2 separate regions of the Sus scrofa genome follow, and region 2 is linked to region 1. A link is a contact called in public Hi-C data. All regions are on one chromosome and are shown on one strand. The core of a region is the stretch at or near the end of the contact, and the rest is flanking DNA. Distances in the headings are between cores, read along the strand shown.

Evidence for each region. Hi-C and Micro-C count contacts between places; a contact is called where the count stands out from the background.
Region 2: a Hi-C map of liver shows a contact between it and region 1, with 5 times the contacts expected there. The contact joins the promoter of PPP4R3A here to the promoter of TTC7B in region 1. A contact is called at or near these places in 1 of 47 Hi-C or Micro-C datasets (liver) and 1 of 2 datasets of contacts at active chromatin or transcription factors (alveolar macrophages).

What each region holds. Positions count from the first base shown.
Region 1 is chr7:112,517,015-112,521,147 of Sscrofa11.1, reverse strand. It overlaps TTC7B (tetratricopeptide repeat protein 7B), which reads left to right and starts at 2,025. Exons shown (of 20, transcript XM_021099609.1): 1 at 2,025-2,245. The coding sequence starts at 2,125.
Region 2 is chr7:113,147,542-113,151,640 of Sscrofa11.1, reverse strand. PPP4R3A (serine/threonine-protein phosphatase 4 regulatory subunit 3A) reads left to right here and starts at 2,653. Exons shown (of 15, transcript XM_005666399.3): 1 at 2,653-3,688. The coding sequence starts at 3,547.

The sequences.
Region 1 (4,133 bases), core at 776-3,275:
CATCTGGAGAAACAGATCTCCATGCTAGAGCTTAGAGGAGAATACGAGGGTGCCAGGGGAGGGAAACACCTCTTGTCTAGACTCTTCTCCCTCCCTTCCTTTTTCCTCGTGGTGGAACTGAAGGGGCCAGGGCTCCAAAGTGACCTCTGTTGAAATGTTGACACTCTGTTTCCCCTTCCTTGGACTGTCCATAGCATCTGAGGCCCATCAGGCCAGGCTTCATCAGCTGAGGTTATGCCTGCCACGTCGGAAGGCATCTCCCGCTTTCCTGATCATCCCTCCTGGCATCTCTTAATGTCTGAGTTTCTGCTTTATCACCTGTTAATTAGGGTCCATGTCTTTTCTTCCCAAGAACAACCTCAGGGCTGCTGAGACAAACCTGGTGGTGAGAACCCTTGGAAAGCTCAGGTAAGACACCGCTGGAAGGGATGAAGTCGATTATGACTTAATGCTTCCTCATAGCCTGTCAGCTCCATCCTCAAATGCAGTATCCAGAATCCAACACTCTCACCACCGCCACAGCTGTCACCCTGGTCCCGCGCCACTGCCATCTCTCTCCTGAACTACTGGCAGTGTTCTCAACATGGCAGCCGCGGGGATATCCCTAAAATGTAGGTTATCTCATGACGTTCTTCTGTTAACAGTCCCGCATGGATGATGTCCCATTTCGCCAGAGGAAAAGTCAGTCTCCCTATTGGCCCACAGGCCCAACACGGACTGCAACTCCCATGCCCCTCCCGGTGCTCTCCCTCTCCGCCTTCCTGCCTCCCTCCACTCCAGCCTCTCAGGCCTCCATCATTCCCCCAGCTCATTAAATATGCTCCCAGGGTCTTTGCACCTGCTGTTACCTGTGCCCAGAATGCTCTTTCCCCGGGGCTCTCTCCTCTTCTTCAAGTCCAATGCCACTTCATTGAGGCCATCCGCTGCCACCCCATTCAAAACTGCAAACCCTCCACTCCTTCAACTCTTTATTTGCCTCATTGGACCCACCCTGCTGTGTTTCTTCAAACAGCCATTTTAACCTTCTAATTTATGACCTCATTTTGCTCATTTATTTCTCTGCTTGGAATGGAACAAAGGCAGGTATTTTGTTAGTTTTCTGCTATATCCCCAGCACCTCAAACAGGGTCTAGCACATAGTAGGTGGTCCCTATGTAGTTCAGGGATAACTGAAAGAAGGCACAGTTTGGACACCTGTCCTCGGCTCTCAGTCTGCAGGGCCAAGACGAGGAAACCCCTCTGGTGACTCTGCATCCTCCTCAGAGGGCAAGGGGGCTGGCCCCTGAGCTGGCAGTTTTTGCCTGGCTCCATCCACCTCAACTCAACAGACTTTTGTGGAACCCTGGGCAGGTGCCTGCTGAGGATGAGTCTCCACCCACCTCGGGCTGGGTGGTGGGAAGGCTGCCTGGGGCAGAGGCGCCTGCTAAAGGGCACAGGCCAAGCCAGGCCCAGAGGGAGCACCTTGAAACCTGAGATGGCAGGACAAGCTCAGGCAGGCGTCCTGGTCACACCCGCCTCATACCTCAGGCCCACTAGCCCTGCCTGGCCCGTGACCTTCCCTGGGGTCACTGTCATTTCTAGGTCCTATTCCTGAGGGTCTGTGGGGCGCCCAGTCCCTCCCTCTCTCCCTCTCTCCGAGGTCTCCCTCCCCCATCCTGCCCGTTCCCTACCGCCTCCCCCTCCTCACCTCCCGCCCTCACCCCTTCCACCTCGATCTGGACCCCAGCCCTAGCCCGCCTCCAGGTCGGGCACCTGGGTCTCCGTCTGGTCCCAGCCTCTGCTGCACTGCGCCCTTCCTCGCGCCTCCCCCCGCCTCCCGCCTCCCGCCCCCGGCCCCGGCCCCGGCCCCGGCCCCCGCCTGGGTCGCGACCCCGGCCCGCGCTGTGGCTCCAGCCCTGGCCGGCAGGGGCCGCTCCTTGCGGCGCCCGGGGCCCCGCCGCGCCCGCCGCCGCCGCCCGCCTCCCCGCCCCTTCCCCAGCCGGCGCTCCCGTTACGCCGCGGAGCCGGGAGCCGGAGCCCGAGCCCGCGGCGGCAGCGGGAGGCGGCGACGGGGGCGCCCGGGCGGCGGCGGCGGCGGGGCCTGCGGGGCCTGCGGGCGGGCGGGCCGGGCCCGGCCAGGCCGCGATGGCGACCAGGAAGGCGGGCTCGCGGCTGGAGACGGAGATCGAGCGCTGCCGCTCCGAGTGCCAGTGGGAGCGGATCCCCGAGCTCGTCAAGCAGCTGTCGGCCAAGCTCATCGCCAACGGTACGCGCCGGGCGCGCGGGCCTGGGCTTTGGTGGGCGCCGCGGCCTCCGCGGATCGCCGGGCCGGGTGCCCCTGAGGCGCCGCGGGGAGCGGGCAGGGGCGCGGCCGGGGTGCGATGGCGCTGCGCCCGGGGGTGTGCGCGGGGCCAGGGCCTCGGGACCCCGGGACCCCGGGAGTCACGCGGTGGCGGCGTCCTGCGGCCGCCGGCGGGTGCCTGGCGTCCCAGAGTTCCGGCGCGCAGGGCGGGCTTCTCCGGAGTGAGGGGGTCGGGGGTCTCAAGGAGTCGGCTGCTGCACCAGGATCCCAAGGGGTCAGGGGCCGGCCTCGGGGCTCTAAGAAGTTGGAGGCGAGGTGCGCCCTCAGGACATGGGTGTGGATGTATGGGGATCCAGGGTGTGTGTATGGTGTATTCGGGAGTCACGATGTATTTATGGGGGTCCTGCGTTGAGAGGTGTTGAGTAGAGACACCTGGGAAACATGCTTCGTAAACATATGGCATTCCCGGGGCTCCAGGTGGCCGCCCAGACCTGGGGTGTGTGTGTGTGTTGGGGGGGGGGTGGAAGGCAGTTGAGCTGTGTGTCCTGGGGTTCAGAGAGTAGGATATCAGAGCTGTGGATCTAGGGAGGTCAGGTTTGAGCGTATGGGGGCGATAGAGTTCGGGGAGTCCGGAGGGAGAATATTGTGGAGAGAGGTAGGAGTGTGGTTGGAGAATGTGGGGAAATGGGATTGGGTGTGTGAGGGGCTTGGGGCCTAGAGGAAGAGGGGGTCTGAGCCAGCCCCTGAGTAAGAGAAACTGGTGCCTGGAGTCAGTTTATGACCTTGTTGACTCTGTTGAAAAATTGCATCCCAAATGCCATTTCAGAGCGCAGCTCCACGTGGTCTTATTTGTTTTGGAAGCAAGTATCCTTAATATTTGCTTGTTTTTTCATGCCCGCCAAAACCACAGGCAGCAATGGACTGGTGAGAGGGCAGAGGTTTTGTCCTCTTTCATTTCTGGCTTCCTGAGGCTGGGTGAGCACATGTTGGCCGAGCAAATGAATGAATGAAAGAAAGAATGAATGAATGAATGACACTGTTCTAAGAAAGGACAACTGCATGATTTCCAACCTTCTCACCTCAGACCGCCCAGAAATGGAAAGGGCTGTTGTGTGTCCTCTTCCCAATTGGTTGGTATTTGTGCCTTTTATGGTACTAGTGCCTTAACATAAGAACTTGGTTTTGTGTATTCTCAACTGTGGTACCTCGCTTTGTGCAGGTGTTTCCTGGGCAGAGGCAGGTGCCATGATTGTGCCAGGGGCATGGAAGAAGGACAGACCTACCTGGGCTCCGCATGCAAATGTTGACTCTTTGCAGTTCAGTCAGCATTCGAGGAAAGCTGAATTTTTGAGGCAAGGGTGTTCAGTCCCCTGGGCCCCAGTGGCAGCCTGACCCGACCATCCAGGGTCACCAGCTTGCCTGCTTGCTTCTCTTCTTAGCTGCAGCGTTTTCTCCTTTCTTCTTGGAATTCAACAATCCTGGTCTGCTCTGTTACTTCCCAGCGGTGTGGACCTATCATACTTCAGGGCAGGTTGATCTTAGGATTACATGGGCGCACTTGTGAACCTCCTGGTTTTTCCCTTCAGAGCTCACTTGTTTCCTGCTTTATTTACTCATGCAGCCCATATTTGCATGTCCACCTGTGCCAGGCATCCACAGTGGTGCACAGCACTGACCAAGCTCTCCTACTTTCATGCACTTACCTGTGCTGAGGAGACAGATGGTAAGCACATCTGGACCACAGTAAACGAGGTAGCTTCAGATGGTGAGAAGTGGGTTGCAGAAATCAGGCAAGGTAGTATATGACTGAGGATGATGGGGAGGGGAAGAGGGGCCACTCAAACTGTGGTGG
Region 2 (4,099 bases), core at 1,404-3,903, 630 kb before region 1:
GTAATAGTTCAACTGTTACTTAAGATTCTATTAAGAAGTTCATTTAAACATAACCATTACTATTACTTGTATATATCACTTTTAACCTTTTTTTTCACTTGATAAATCTTGCTGTTTAATTTACCTGTGACCCACACCACAGCTCACCGCAACACTGGATCCTTAACCCACTGAGCTAGGCCAGGGATGGAACCCGAAACCTCATGATTCCTAGTTGGATTTGTTTCCGCTGTGCCACAACAGTAACTCCTAGAAAGTATTTCTTCCCCCCACAAACTATTTCATGTTTGGTTTGGGGATCAAATAAGTAATAATATATGAATAAATTTAATGATGTGTGTATCAAAAGTAGACAAAATTGCTGTGAAGCTCTGATGCTTGAAATGATTGCATTTCACTTATTAGAAAAAAACGACTGCTCTGTTTTTATAATTTTCCAGTTTTGTTTGTAAATGAAAGTCTCAGAATGTTCTTTGGGGGGACTTCTTTGTATCTGACATGGTGCAGAAGGAAAGTTCCAGCTTCTGACTTTAAGACTGATAATCCCACATCCTGGGAAACCTCTTAGCCCTGGTCATTCAGTCAGGGCCTCTTTCTGAGTAGATGGGTATAACTCAAAATGCTGTAGGGTGCAGGTTTAGTGAGATTCCTGACATTAAACATCTGATCCTGCTAAAATGGTAGCCACTAGCCCTACGTGGGTCCTAAACTCTGGAAGTTTGGCTAGTGGGACTGAGTTTTAAAATTTAATTAAATTTTAAATTTAAAAATTGATCTTGATTTATTTAGGGAAAAAAATTAAGCATATTTGGAATAACTTTAGTTTGTGAATCTACTTTTTCAAGTGGAAAATTACACTAAAGGTAGAATACACATCGCATTTTGAACTTAGTATGAAAAAAGTAATTCAAAATACCTCAATTTTATACTGAAGATACTGCATTGGCGTTCCTGTCATGGCTCAGTGGTTAACGAATCCGACTAGCATCCATGAGGACTCCGGTTTGATCCCTGGCCTTGCTTAGTGGGTTGAGGATCCAGCGTTGCCATGAGCGGTGGTGTAGGTAGCAGACACAGCTAGGATCTTGTGTTGCTGTGGCTCTAGCATAGACTGGCGGCTACTGCTCAGATTGGACCCCTAGCCTGGGAACCTCCATATGCCACGGGTATGGTCCTAAAGAGACAAAAAGACAAAAAAAAAAAAAGATATTGTATTAAACTGTCAACTGAAGGAGTTCCCTGGTGGCCTAATGGTTAAGGATCCTGAGTTGTCAAGGCTGTGGTGTGGGTTTGATCCCTGGCCCAGAAACTTTGGGCGTGTCAAAACAACAACAAAATTGTCAACTTTGCACAAGGTGAAAGTTGTGAGTTAAGTTCTATTCTGGGAACTTACTGAGGGCTATAGCCCAGGAGACAGCCTCTCAGCTCTGAGGACCTGCTCCTAAGAAGTAAGGGAGGAGCCAGGAATAGATATCAACTTTGCTAGGGAAAATATTTGTAGTCAAGCCTAAAAAGAGTTACATCTCAAGTTAACGATTTTAGTGTTTTTTCTGTGTATGGGGAGATGTTAGAGTGTCGGGGAGTCATTGAAAATTTTCCTTCGGTATGTAGCTTCATTACCTTGGGGCCAGTGAATCCAAAGTACAGAATGCTTCCTGTTTTTCTCCATCCTGAATTGCCTGCAGGGTGCATTGCCTGTGAGGACTGCAGTGGCTAATGGCTGGATTCTTATAGAACCAGAATGGCAGACAACATTTTTTTTTTCCAAAGACAATCAAATATGTTATTAAAATAAATTTCAGCAGTTTCTTCTTACTTTTAAAAAGAAGTGCTACTATGAAATGCAAAATTACACAGGCGGCTCATATTTCCAATGGCCAGCAATGACCTAACCCGTCGGGCAAATAGTAAAAGCCCCCCAAATGGTGGCTACTGTTGCATGATAGGAATGAGAATGTCATTTCTTTGTGAAGACTAACAGTGCTTAACACTGAACGTTGAGAAACATTCACCCTGAGTGTACAGTACTACATTTGTTTTCGTACACCGCCCCTCGCCCCCGCAAGTTCTTACTGCAACATGGAAAGCTAGAAAATAACAATTCTGATAAAGGATAAAAGAACGGACGTAGCAAGCTGGATTGTAAGGAGAGGTTTTAGATTTGTCACTTCGGGTTGGTCCCACGCCCAGAAAATGAAAACTGTCCGAAGTTTCTACACTCGCACCCCAATGCGTGCCCCATGACAGCTCCCAAGGCCTGCCGCCGACCTTGCTGCCCGAACTTGTGGCCTTTCCCGGAAGCTTGTCAACCTCTTCCCAAAGAAGAATGGCCTGAGTCCGGCGGGGCTCCTGCGCCACCGATCTCCGCGCTCCGGATGCCCAGTCCAGCTCTAACGGCGGCTGGTTCAGAACACTTGCGGAGGCCGGCGCGCCGTGGCAGAGCCCCAGGACGAAGCCGCCCGGCGACTGCAGCGCAGGGGTAGACGCGGCTGGACGGCGAGCCAGCCGGGAAGCTGCGGGCGGACCCAGCCCCCGAGACGCCAAGCTCCGGTCGGGTAGGGAGCCGCCCTACGCTCCACAGCCGGAGGCGGGCTCCACGCCCCTTTCGAATCCGGAGCCGGGCTGATGACGAACACAGGGCGCGACGGACGCACACACCGCCCCGCGCTCGCACGACGGTGCGTGCAGGGAGCGCGAGGAAGTCCCGGGCCGTCACCGGCGCGACCAGCGTTCCGCCTCCTCCGCTCCCTGCGCTCTCGCCACCTCGGCAGCTCGGCGCCAGCCTCCCGCCTCCGTCCGAGGCCTCCGCTGCTGCGAGGCTCCCGGCTTCGCTCCTGTCTCTTTAAATGGTGGGGCCAACGGGCCGCCCCTGCAGCTGCTGCCTGGGTGGCCCCGCGCGCCGCTATTGAGGAACGAACCAAGATGGCGGCGGCTTTGGCTCTGTGAGGAAGACGGAAGAGGCGGCGGCAGCGGCGGAGGGACAGGGACCCCCAGGAGCCAGGAGCGCTCCTGCTCCTGGGCGCTCTCGGAGTCTTCCGCGCACTGGTAGCAGTTGCAGCAGGAGCAGGCGCTCGTCGGCTTCGGACATTTGAAACTGGAGCGGAGCGCAGCCCCAGCTGCGGTGGCAGGACCAGGTATCAGGAAGGAAAACATGGCGGCGGCGGCCTGAGGAGGCGGCGGCGGCGCGGGAAGCGGCTTCGCGGAGATCATGGCGGAGGCGGGAGCAGGGCAGTGACCGGCGCCCCGAGTTCCTACCGCGGCGGCACAGGAGGCTGCGAAGCGCTGCGCGCCCCCCTCGGGGTGGCTGGGCTCGCCGGGCCCGGACAATAGCGCCGAGGAGCGGGAGGCGAGGCAAGGCGGGGGCCCAGAGCTCGGGCCCCGCGGCGGGCCATGCGGGCGGCAGCGCGGCCCCGGGGCGGCCAGAGGCGGCAGTGAGGCCGAGGAGCCCTCGGCTTGCGGGCGTCCTCCTCACTCGGCTCCCGCCTCCCCGGACCCCCTTTCCGGGCGACTCCGGCGGGGCCTTTGCTCCGGCCCCCGCGCGGCACGATGACCGACACTCGGCGGCGGGTGAAGGTTTACACGCTCAACGAGGACCGGCAGTGGGACGACCGGGGCACCGGGCATGTGTCGTCGGGCTACGTGGAGCGGCTGAAAGGCATGTCCCTGCTTGTCAGGGCCGAGAGCGACGGTGAGTGAACCCCTCGGCGGCGGGACCCTCCCCTCGTCGCGGCCCTGGGCCACCTCCCGGCTTCCACGGGGCCCGTGGCCCTCTCTCCGAGGGGGTGGCTGGGGCGGCCGCCGCCTCGGGGGAGGGCCCCCGGCACCCCTGTCCCCCCGGAACTGCTCCGAGAGCCCTCGAAGTGTTTTCTTTCTCTGGGCGCCGGGTCGTGAGCAGAGCCAGGCACCCTTGAGCTCTGCCGCCTGGGAGTGTGGAGAGGTCGGGGACCTGGGGGCGGGAGTCCGGACCGTGCTGTTCTCTTACACCAGAGTGACCTTGAGAAAGGCACTGATTAATCCGATCTCCTGCCTTAGTTCTCTTATCTGTAAAGCAGGCATGAAACTTGCCCAGAGCTAAGAAAGTTTTAGCTGTTTACTCTTT